3 separate regions of the Sus scrofa genome follow, and all the other regions are linked to region 3. A link is a contact called in public Hi-C data. All regions are on one chromosome and are shown on one strand. The core of a region is the stretch at or near the end of the contact, and the rest is flanking DNA. Distances in the headings are between cores, read along the strand shown.

Region 1 (3,977 bases), core at 210-2,709, 230 kb before region 3:
CAGGCATGTGCGAAGCCGTTTAATCCTCATAGGGAACCTGTGAGGTAGGTACTGTTTTTCCCCTACTTGACAGATGAAGAAACTGGAGCACAGAGAGGTGATGCAACCTGCTCAAGGGCCGTGGTTTTCGCCAGGATTTGAAGCCTTGAACTTAACCATTAGGCTCTACTGCTTCCCTGTGTGCTGGCTCACTTTCTCCTTCAATGTCACGAAGGGGGACTGTGTTCCGTTACACGAGCTGCATTTATAGATCTCATTCTCCTTTCTAAACCGGCTCTTCAAACATGTGACAGCCATTCTTAGCTCTGGGTCCTATGGAAACCTACTGGGACCTGGATTTGGCTTCAGGCTGAATATGCAGCCCGCAAAGAAGCAGGATCATTTCAGATGGTTCAGGAAAGGTGGAGAGAGAGAAAGAGGATAAGGCCAGGAGTGTCCTTATCAGCTCGAGGAGTCAGGGAGGGCCTCCCTAGGTGACCACGGTGCTGATGCTTGAGTGACAAGGATGTAAAGATCCGTGGTGTATAGAGCACTTGGCACCGGGTCTGTACCATCTATTAAATGCCCTGTGAATGCCTGTTATTCCTGTCCTTACTGTTTTTGTGATTGGCCATTAACTGGATCCGTGACCTTGTCGAGTCATCTCACCGCTCCTGGAAGTTGAATTGAATATCTTCCCCCTGGCCTTGACAGTTGCACAGTTCTGAGTGGTTTCTAGCATTTGTCTCCCATCCCCCCGCTTTGAGATGGGGGGCAGAATGAGCCCTCTTGTGTTTGCCATGGAAGATGCCTTGTCGGAAGAAGGACGCTTTTGTGGAGGGACTGTGGCCATTAACATTTATGGAGTCCTTTTTGTTTCCTCGGTGCTGAGTAGGGTTTTATTAGAATGTGGGCACTTTTCCTTTTCGTCCTGGGCTGGAAGCATCGCCCCCGCCCCCCGGCCCCCGGCAGACACACCGTGGGACCGTTGGCCTCTCGCTCACGGCTGAGGGGATTGGCAAGTGGGCTCTTTTCTTGCCCCCCAGAATGTTTGCTACCCTCCCTTGACCCTGGAAGGTAAAAGAATTTATTTCTGCTGTCTTTTGACAATAGGGTCTCCTCAAGGCCAAGTTCAGACGGCTGCATAGTCAAAGGGGTGGTTGCTCCCCTCAGCCCCTCCTGAGTTCATGGAGGAATGTAGGAGCTGGTCCAAGAGCCACCCACATCCTCTGTGGCCTGTGTGTGTTCACTGTCTGCTTCCTCCCAGAGCAAGCTCCCAGGATTGCAGGCCTGGCTCAGATAAAATAAAGCCTTCCAGTCAGATCTTTACATTTGACGCAAGCAGAGGTGGGCCTTTCTTGCTGCACAGGATGGGGCCTGGGGGAGCTGGGGAGCTGGGCACCGCGGTAAAAAGGGGCCTTGAGGCTGGATGCTCATTCATCTCTGTGCAGCCTTTTATCCAGCCACGTGGTCCACCCACAGTCCTTGGGGGAGGGAGCTGCCTGCCCCGGGTTTACAGCAGGGTGTCCAGCGTTTCCTCTGCTTTCTCCATTCCTCGATGGCCCACGTAGGGAGGATGCCAGAGGATCCTAAGTCATCTTCCTAACGTGCCCGTCTTGGCCGTGTTGTTTGATGGGCGGGGTCTCTCTTTTTTTGCTCCAGTTCCACCATCTCTTCCCTGGTCTGGCCTTTCACCTTCCCGATGACATCAAGCCCTCCCCTCCCCTCTCTGCCCTCCTTCCCACCTTCTCCCTTTCCTTCTCTGTCTACATGCCTGCCCACACTCTGTGCTTTCTCAGGCATGCCACCTGCCGGGCATGGTGTTAGCCTTGGAGATAAAGAGGTGAATAAGATCCCCAGGAGGGTGGCATCAAGTGACGAAACCAGTACTGATTTAATGACAGCTGGGGAAGGTTCTGCTCATGAGACGTCCAGGAACCTGCCAGTTGATTTAACCAGCCAACAGCAAAAAGAATACTAAGCTCTTCCCAGTTCTTGTTGAGTCATAGATGGTCTGATTGTAGTTTAGAAGCATTTCCATGTATAGAGCTGCGTGGGGATCTAACGCAGGTCCAACGTTGCGAATGTTCACAGATGTGAGTGCGTTCCTGCTGAGGCTGGTGAGGCTGCTGTGCTTGACCCTGTGATGGTCAAAGTGTGGCCCTGGGCTGCTGCTCACAAAGCCTTTTTTCTCCAGAGCACTTCGTGCCTTTGCAATCCAGAGGGATGGTTTTACTTCCTTTCATCCAGGAAAGGGGCTAAGGTGAAAGTCGAGGTCACAGCAGAACCAGGTTGGAGGGGGCTGAAGCAAAGCTGGCAGCAGATTGGTTGGCAGGCTTCGTTGTAACCCACAGATAACTCCCCCCACCAGAGTAGTTTTTGCCCCCCTTTAGAGCCAAAGTGGATTAAATTACCAACCAGCTTGTCTATGAGCAGAGATGAAGCCATTGGCAAACATTATTATTATTCCTTATTAGATTCCCATTGTCATTTGATGCCTTCTGATTGATGTGTTTCTTTTGAGTAATTGATCTGTGCAGTGGCCCTGGCAGTCCTCTGCAGTTTGGATTTGCAGATGATGTTGGCAAGGAGCTTTCAGAACCAGCCGGGGTTGGGCAGGGAGTCGAGCTGTTGCTTCCTTGTTTCACTCTGATTTTTCTCTAGCAGCCTCTTGGTCACATCACGTGCTGTCAGAGGTGCCTTCATGAGAGGAAGGATGTAGGAAGGATTTGGCTTCTGAGCAATTGCATCAGCACGGCCGGGGCTGAAATCTTAAAACCCAAGGTTTGAGCAGAACTGGCTTGGCGATGGGGCCCCCCACCCGAGCTCAAGCCTTTTGTAGTCATTGCTGAGGCAGCCGGGTGGGGCTGAGTGATGCTAATTTCGCCTAGCCAAGTGTAGGCATTGACACCCTGTAAACCAAGCTCTCTCTTTTTTTTTTTTTTTTTATTTTTTCAAAGGATCAAGATCCCTAGAGTAAATGAATCCGGTCCTGTGAAGCAGCCCTGTGCCTTATTTAAAAAAAAAAAAAAAAAAAAAAAACCAAAAAAGCAAAACAAACCCACACCATCCCAAACCCCAGGCTGTTAAAACCTGATGTGTTCTGTTGTCTGGAGAAGGGTGTTTTTGCTATAAATGAAAGACATGACGGGGGTATTTCGAAGCTTTGTTTTGGTTATTTCTGGTCCTGCCAACAAGTAACATCTGTATTTATTTTCCAAACTCTTCGAATGGCTGATTTGCATCTGTTTAGTTCTCCGAATAACATTTCATTTCCTGACTTTATAGGTTGCTATAAAATCCATCCGTAAGGACAAAATTAAGGATGAACAAGACATGGTTCACATCAGACGAGAGATTGAGATCATGTCATCCCTCAGCCATCCTCATATCATCAGTATTTATGAAGGTCAGTGATTTTTTTTTTTTTTCTTCTTTCACCCCCGTATCAGTTACCATTTCTCATACCATGGGGCCTGCCAAGATTTTTTTGTAATTGCCCTTCTGGGCAAGAGCCAAGTATTCTTCCTCATGATGCAAAAATAGCTGGGTGTTATCTCTTACTTGGTTACCTTGAGTGCAGCCAGACACATGTTACACAGCTCACTTTGGTCATAAAAGAGCTCTGGTGGGTGCCTTCTTCCGTCTTCCCAGTTCCTTGGCAGTTGCTAAGCAACCTGCATGAGTTACTGAAAGTGGGTAGGTGAAATAGCCATGGTGTCTGGAAAATGGCAGTTGGCTGGGTGGCCAAGAAACGGTGGGTCCATTGTAAATGTCATTGCCAGCGCCGATGCTTCAGGGGTGGTGTCATGCATTATTCAAAGTTAGTCTCCTTTGAGTTAGGAATTAACTTCCTGCAGGTCTAAGAAATCCCAAGAAAGAAGAGGGATCTGTTGGGGTGACAGATGCTTTGCACACGTTCAAGTTGTTGATGTTTGTAGAAAGGCAGGAAGGGGGAAAATCTTATAAAAGTGCTCATGCTTCAAGGCTTTGGTCCC
Region 2 (3,911 bases), core at 1,234-3,733, 140 kb before region 3:
TTCGTTTCTGCTGTGCCACGATGGGAACTCCCTTGGCATTTTTTTTTTTTTAGGGCTGCACCCTCAGCATATACAGGTTCGTTCCCAGGCTAGGAGTCCACAGCCACAGCAACGCCAGATCCGAGCCACATCTGCGACCCATCCCACAGCTCACGGCAGTGCCAGATCCTGAACCCACTGAGCGAGGCCAGGGATCGAACCCGCAACCTCATGGTTCCTAGTCGGATTCATTTCCCCTGCGCCACGACGGGAACTCCTTGATATTTTATTTTGAAATGATCCAGCAAGGTAGCATCATGCACTTATGTCTATTTAAAGAGGAGGCACAGAGACGTTGAGAAAACTGCCCTTAGCCTCACATGGAGTCACTGGAGGAGGCATATGCGGAGCAGAGTCTGTGACCAAAAGCGCTCGGGTTCTTCCACCTGAAGCTGATGGATGTGGATGTGCCTCAGGGGCATTCCTAGCTCCTCCAGGCCTTTCTTTGCTAGTTTCTGCTCTGACAGCCTCAGTATCAGAAATGCTCTGTGCAGGGTGCCGCTGGGCTCAAGGACGCCGTGAGGAATAAGAATCCCAGTGAGGTCCTTTGTAGGAAGAATCAGTGGGATCTTTCTGGAGGCAACTTGAAGTTGGCGATTTTGCTCCCGACTTCTTAGGGAGCACAATGCGCCCTAATGAAAAGGACAGACCCACCACCCTGGGAGCACTGTCTAATTCCAGCTGTGTCACAGTGTCTTGCACATCCCTTGGGCAAGTTGGTGCCTCTCTGGTCCCTGTCTACTCTCCAGCATGGCCACCTGCCATCCTCATCCTACCATGGCTCAGGCTGCTTTAACGTCACAGAATGCAAGCAGTTTATTTAGCAAGGGATCCCAGGACATGCAGACAAAGGAGACAGGATGGGAGACAAGGAAGGGGGAAAAGGCAATGAAGAATGAAGGACTAAGGATGACCCTCTGGGCACCTGCTGGGGGATCCTGGGAGCCTGTGTGGAACATGCACTTCTTATCGCACCCAAGGGCACAGTGACCTTCTGTCGCTCTGGAAAAACTCCTTGATGAATTGCACATTCCAGCCTTCAGAAGATTGTCCAGTGTGCACAGGAGTGTCGAGTGCCGAGAGGCTATGGGGGTGTCACGACAAGATTCTGATGCAATGAGAAAGATAAACCACAATTTGTTTAGCCACTGGAAGAGGATTTTCCGTTACTTGCAGCTGAAGGGACTCCCAAGGCGAGCATTTATCGGAAGACATCTCACTTTCTTTCAGTCCCCTGAACATGTCACTATTCTTGTGTTAGATAGGACTTCCCTCATACTCCCCCACCTCTGCCTGGCTCACTTTCTCCTCCCCTTTCTCACCCAGGGCCTCTCTTCATCCTTTTAATGCCCGTGCAATTTCCAGAAGGGGCAGGGGGAGACGAACCAATCAAAAGTGGTTTCCCCTCTGCTTTTTGAACCCAGGTCTGCCCAAATGCCGACAAAACACAAGTTTAATTGTTTTAATTATTAGATCCAACCAAATCTAAAATCATTCTATGGATGCTTCTAAACACTTACTCTCAATTTCCACACTGACTGGGAACAAAGAGTTCACTCTCCAGTCCTGGACCAGGGACCACAGTTTGAGTAGTTCTCCTTCATACGGTTCTGGCCACTGTGTGTATGCCCATTGGATGGGGCTCTGGTTGGCCACTGCTGCATAAAAAAGTCACTCCCCAAACTTCGCGGCTTAAAAAATTACTTAGCTCATATCTTTCATGATTTCTTTGAGTTAGGAATTTGGGGAGGGGTCTGGCTGGTCAGGTCTGATTTGGAATCTCTCATGCAATTGCAGTCAGAAGGTGGCTGGAGTTATAATAATGCAGGGCTGGAGCAGCTGAGGGCTGATTAGGAACCTCTCTTTCTTTGTGTAGTCATGGGACAATTTCATGCAGTCTCTCTGCATGGGCTAATTTGGGCTTCCTCCCAGCATGGCGGTCGGTCTCAGGGCAGGTGACTGCTGGCGTGGAGGCATAAATGGAGACAAAGTGTCAGGCAAGAGTGGACAACGTGTTATCTGAATCACCTTTTTGGAATTAGCCTCAGAAGTCCTGTAGTGTCACTTCTGCCTACTTATTGATTGAAATAGTCACAAAACCACATCTTTATTTAAGAGAAGGTATATTACACCTTAGCTTTTGAGGGCGTAGTGGCGATATTCTAGTAGAACATATGAGATGGGAGATAGTATAACCATCTTTGGACTATATAATCTGCCTCTATACACCCATTGCCCAAAGGATGAAGGCAGAAAGCCCAGTTCGCAGGCTGGGCTGGGTGAAAAGTAGAGTGGGATGTCATGGAGGCAGTAAGAAAGGAGGGCTGGTTTGTACTCTGTAGGAGGTAGAAATCACGAGGAAATGGTGATTGGGAAACGAGGAATGAAGGAGAAAGGGGAGCAAGCCCGTGCCAAAGATTCCTGGCTCTGCCGTTTGGGTGGATGGTGGGTCATTTGAGTTGGAGAACGTAGGAGGAAAGGCAGGAAGCAGGAGGGGGCTGTGGATGGGTTTGGCTTGGGCCTTGCTGAGTTGGACTCACATTGCCTGATTCATTAAAATTCTTCCCACTGTAAGACCGAGCGACAGTGTGGAGACTGGAAAAGCCTATATCCAGTGCTTAGAAACCGTCTACGTATGGAGGGTTTCTAAGCACTGGATATAGAATGTGTCAGGTCTCCAGACAAACCTGAGCCACGGAAGGGCTGGGCACCAGGGCAGATGGACACACCTGAGCAAAGACGTTGGTAAATGCAACACAGGGCAGTGGTTGCCAAATTGCCTGATGGTCAGAATCTCCCGGGGAGCCTGTTAAAAATAAAAATTCCCAGGCCCCACCCCACAGCTACTGTATCAGAGTGATGGGGTAGGGGAGGGCCTGGGAAGGCCTCTTTTATAAACACCCCAGGTGATTCTGCGGATCGGGCAGGTCTGGCCAACACGGGGGAGTATGGTTGTGCATTGCACAACTGCAGGTGGACCATCCGCATAAACAAAATGCTAGCGCCCTTGGCCTTGTGCGAAACTGTCATCCAGACTTAGACAGAGCTCTGGAGTTAAACGAATGTGAGTGTGAATTTGGGCTCCATGGCTTCCTACTGTGGGATTGTGGGAATGTGAGATCAGTGTGTCAGTTCCTCATCTCTAAAATGGGGATGATTAAATCATATACAAAATGTCTTGGAGCCCCCATCGAGGCTCAGCAGAAATGAATCTGGCTAGTATCCATGAGGACGCAGGTTTGATCCCTGGCCTCGCTCAGAGGGTTAAGGATCCATCGTTGCCATGAGCTGTGGTGCAGGTCACAGATGCAGCTCAGATCTGGCGTTGCTGTGGCCATGGCATAAGTTCTGGTGGCTACAGCTCTGATTCAGCCCCTAGCCTAGGAACCTCCATATGCTGCAGGTACATCCCTAAAAAAAAAAAAAAAAAAAAAAAAAAGTCTGTATAATGATTCACTGAGTGTCTTCCAATTCCAATTCTCTGACAGCCAGTGGGTGTCCTACAATTCAGTTCTGACACTACTGAGATTAGCATCCAATCCCACAAGTTAAAGGGTGAGGTCCCCAACAAAACTGCTCTTACTTCAGATGCCAGAAGCAAGTGGGGGTCTCCAGGCGACTCGCATCTTCTCTGACTTGGCTACGAATGCAGGGGTTCTCCTGATCCCTACGCCCCAGGTCTGATAATTTGCTAGAAGGACCTAAGGGAACTCAGGACACCGCTACGCTTAACAATTACCATTTAAAGGATCAAGGATACAAATGAGCAGCCAGAGGGAGTGGTACATAGGACAAAGTCTGCAAGGGTCCCAAGTGCAAAAGCTTTTGTCCCCAGGTGACCATGATGGGTCTTGAGGTTGGAGAAGCACGGC
Region 3 (4,228 bases), core at 1,143-3,642:
TGAATGGTTCGCATTAAGCCAGACGTCTAAAGCTGAGAGTCTGAAGAGATTTGAGTAAATGGATATTTATCGAAAATGCTGGAGAATGGACAAACATATATGTGGTTGGGGCTGTTTCCCCCCAGTCGCCACTGGCCCCGTGATTCCTGGTTTTCATTTGACTCTGAAGTGTGTTCAAGGGACGACTAAGTGGGGCGCCATCAAAGTGGACCCTGGCGTTGGAAAAGGCAATTCTCCCCAAGTGAAGTGGGGGGTCTCAGGGTGGACGGCGCTGCTGGAGTACCTGCCTGCCTGCATCCCACCCCTCCCTCCGCATCACCAGGAAGGTCCCTCTGCCTGTTTCTTCTTCACCTGGCGGCCACCAGCTAGGATTAAGCTAGGGTTTACACCCAGAGGTCTTCCTCTCTTGCGCTTGTGTGTGGAGGGGGCGGTGGGGGGGGGGGGATGAGTCAGGCCAGTCGGGAGTTACTCTGGGTTGGGGTTTGTTGTCACTACATTCTCCATGCCCCTGCGGGGGTGGGGGAGGGGTGGGGGCTCTGTTACCTGGGGCTTCCTGTGGAGCCAGCAGAACCACACAGGGGTTGGGTGGGGGGATTGTCCTCTCGGCCACCTCAGCCCCCAGCAGGCCCTGCACGCCTGGATCCAGAGGGGCTTTGGGGCTCTGCATCCGTCTGCTCAGGCTGCCCTAACAAACACCACAGTCTGGGTGGCTTCAGCAAAAGACATTTATTCTCATAGTTCTGCAACCTAAAGTCCAAGACCAAGGGGCCAGCACAGGGTCCGTATCTGGTGAGACCTCTCCCCTTGGCTTGACGATAGCCCCTTTTCTCTACGTTCGAATGGCCTTTCCTCACGGCTGTGTGTGTGTGTGTGTGTGGGTTGGGGCTTTGACACTGCATTTGGGGCGGTGACGCATTCAGTCCACAGCAGGCTCTCTCTCCATGCCCTTGGCTCTACAAGTGTTGTTCCTTCCTTTATGTCGGGGTGGAGGGGGCGTTATTCTGTCACCCTGGCCCAGCCTCAGCCTGACTCAGCCCTGCGGCCCTGGGCCTTGGGAAAGGGGCCTTTCCAGCATCTCTTCCCCTCTTTCAGTGGTAGCCAGACTCTGGCGGGAGGCTGCGGGTGACCCTGGGCAGGAAGGGTTTCCTCTTCTCTGTACTGGGCTGAGTGTCCCCTCCCCCAAATTCATGTCCACCTGAAACCTCAGGATGGGACTTTATTGGAAGTGAGATCTTTGCAGATGGAGTTAGGATGAGGGTCTCCTGGACAAGGGTGGGCCCTAAAGCCAGTGACCGGCGTCTGTGTGAGGGAAAAGAGAGGGAGACAGACACACAGACACACGGAGGGAAGACAGCCGTGTGGCCGAGGCAGGATCGGAGGCACGCGGCTACAGTGCAAAGAACCCCAAGGCTGGCTGCTGGCGCCCAGGGAAGCTGGGAGAGGGGCCCGGGAGAGACAGGCTCTTCCCCAGAGCCTCCATCCAGAAGGAACGAACCCCGTGCACATCTTGATTCCTGACCTCTGGCCTCCAGAAGTGTGAGAGCACAGATTTCTGTTGCTGAAGCCCCTCGTTTGTGGCACAGCAGCCCAGCAGTCAAATCCTCTCTCCCCAGAGGTGGCCAACTTCAGCTTGGCGCCAGTTCGCCATCCTGGGCGCACAGCGCCTGGCTTCCTTTCCCCAGGGAGGAGGTCTTATTTCCACCCCCGACCCAGAGCAATGGATTGCTGTCTGGGCCTGTGGACCAGAAGCTTGCCTCGGCTCCCCCAGCACCTTCAGGCTTGGCTTTCTGAGGAGAAGGACCTGGAAAGCCATGAGGCTTTGTGCCTGTCCCCTCCTGCCTGCCTGTGCCACCACTGGGGCTCTCTAGCCTCTGGCGTGTCATTCGTCTTTCCCACGAACACGCAGGGGAGGCCCGCGGAGGGACAGGCCTCGTGAGCGGGGCCGCCTCCCACCGCACCTGGCCGCCCAGCCCCTCCGAAGGCCACGCTGGCCTTTGAGAATGGGGAGCGTCCGAGCGGATCTCCTCGCCCACCGGCCCCTGGAACAGCGGCTCCCTCGCTCCCATCCTCCTGCGGAGGTGAGAGGGCTGTGCCACCTGCCGCTTCGGGAGTGTGCGGCTCCTTGGAATGCAGTTTCCTAAGTAGCTTTGCAACTTCCGCTCTCTTGACAGTCTCGGGAAAAGTGATGCTTTCATAAATTAGCCAGCATTTTTCGTCCCCGTTAGGGTGGGACCTGTGTTCTCTCGGGGTTTGCAACATTTTAAGCATAAGTGGAATTCCTTAACGAAAATTTATTCTAAATATAACTTAGTACAATTTCTCAGGGGCCTGGATTTGACTCCAGGCTCTAAAGCTCCCTAGCTCTGGGACCTCTGGCAAGTGGCCTAACCCCGCTGAGACTCGGATTCTTCCTGTTAGAATGAAAGGGTGATGAAATGAACTCCCCAGTCTCATTCAGCTCTCAGACCCATTCTTTTAAAAGAAGATACTGGAGCTGTCTTACAGACTGGAATATTCTTTTGCCTCGTTTTAATGTCAAATTTTCGGGGTACCTTGTCTTGATTGGATAACAACTGTTTGTTTTTCCAACAGGGGGCTGGGAGGGTGGGTGGGTGAGGAGGCTCCCTCTGCAGGTCCCAGGCTTTGATGTGCTTCTGGTCACACCTAAGGTGTAGCCTTTGAAGCTGACACAGTGAGCCTTGCTTACTTCTTAAACTTACCACAGTCATTAAGAAACTTATTTTAAACCTATTTGCATTCTATTTGTGGCATTTAGGGAAAGGCGGCCTGGTGCCTGGTAAGGTGAAATCTATCAATAGAGAATTTTCCCTTTTCTGCTATTCCTGAGACACTCCCGCCCTTGAAGGGGCCCCCTCAGTGTCAGGGCCCTGGCACGAATGTTGGAAAGGGGCAGACAGCTTCCCCAAGCCAATGCCATGCACCTCCTTTCTCTGGCTTGAATATTTTTAAAAACGGTTTCCATCTCAGGGGCATATGCCAAACCCTGGTTCCTCCCTAAAATAAAGTAGCTCCGTGAGCTGCGCTGTTTACGGAATGGCTGCAGCCTTTTGGCTGACTGCGGTTTTCTGTGATGGATGTTACTTGGGATAAGAATATCTTTTTTTTTTTTTTTAAGGGCCACACCCACGGCATATGGAGGTTCCCAGGCTAGGGGTCTAATCGGAGCTATAGCTGCCGGTCTACGCCATAGCCACAGCAATGCAGGATCCGAGCCACATCTGCAGCGTACACCACAGCTCAGTATATTGCTGGATCCTTAACCCACTTACCAAGGCCAGACATCAAATCTGCGTCCTCATGGATGCCAGTCAGATTTGTTAATCACTGAGCCATGATGGGAACTCCAAGATAAGAATATTCTCTTTCAGTGTTTTTGTGAGGCAGAGATGAGAAAAATCATGTAAGAGGGTTTGCCAGGGTTTGTTGTTGTTGTTTTCAGTTATGTCACTAAAAGATATGTTAAGTTGGGACAATTATTTTATATATGTGTTCATTTGTTCATCATATAATCCACATTCGCTGGGTAGCTAGGATATATGCCAGATACTACGCTGGGTGCTCGGGACACAGCAGTGAGCAACACGGATGAGGGCTTTGCCTCCATGAGGCTTGTAGCACAGCTGGGAAGAAATGAGATAGATATTTACATAAAACGGTGTTTTAAATTTTACTTGGGATAAGTACTAGTAAGAGAGGTAGAGGGTGTTGCCATTGCTGACTACAAGGGTGCAAAATCAAATCTGGAGGATTAGAAAGGCATCCGTGGTAAAGCGACACTTGGCTTAGATCTGAAGTAAAGTAGGTATTGAGGAGACAGTGAGAGGGGAGGCGAGCATAATCCAGTTAGAGGAAGCAGCATGTGCAAAGGCTCCACGGTAGGAAGGAGTTTGGAGAAACCAACGCGTGCAAGAGGAAAGACTATGCACACACACTCATGTTTCGGAAGTTTCCCTCAGTGAGATGCATAGTTTCTCTAAATAACTATTAGAAAGCTGACCAGGAGCTCCTGTTGTGGCACAGTGGAAACGAATCCAACTAGGAAACATGAGGTTGCCGGTTCGATTAGTTGGGTTAAGGATCCGGCATTGCTGTGAGCTGTGGTGTAGGCCAGTGGCTACAGCTCCGATTAGACCCCTAGCCTGGGAACCTCCATGTGCCAAGGGTGCGGCCCCAAAAAGAAAAAAAAAAAAAAAAAAAAAGCTGACCA

Evidence for each region. A called contact is a pair of places that touch in the nucleus more often than the background predicts.
Region 1: a contact with region 3 is called in a Hi-C map of embryonic fibroblasts, with 1.6 times the contacts expected there. A contact is called at or near these places in 2 of 47 Hi-C or Micro-C datasets (embryonic fibroblasts and liver).
Region 2: a contact with region 3 is called in a Hi-C map of embryonic fibroblasts, with 2.0 times the contacts expected there. A contact is called at or near these places in 5 of 47 Hi-C or Micro-C datasets (alveolar macrophages, embryonic fibroblasts, liver and 1 more).

The regions. Positions count from the first base shown.
Region 1 is chr5:14,131,317-14,135,293 of Sscrofa11.1, forward strand. NUAK1 (NUAK family SNF1-like kinase 1) reads left to right here. Exons shown (of 9, transcript XM_021091583.1): 4 at 3,268-3,388. The coding sequence starts at 3,316. Among named protein-coding and RNA genes, the nearest start is that of NUAK1, 44 kb to the left of the region's middle.
Region 2 is chr5:14,217,203-14,221,113 of Sscrofa11.1, forward strand. No RefSeq gene overlaps it. Among named protein-coding and RNA genes, the nearest start is that of NUAK1, 130 kb to the left of the region's middle.
Region 3 is chr5:14,357,794-14,362,021 of Sscrofa11.1, forward strand. The region is part of intron 2 of LOC106507478 (a long non-coding RNA gene); the gene reads right to left. Among named protein-coding and RNA genes, the nearest start is that of NUAK1, 270 kb to the left of the region's middle.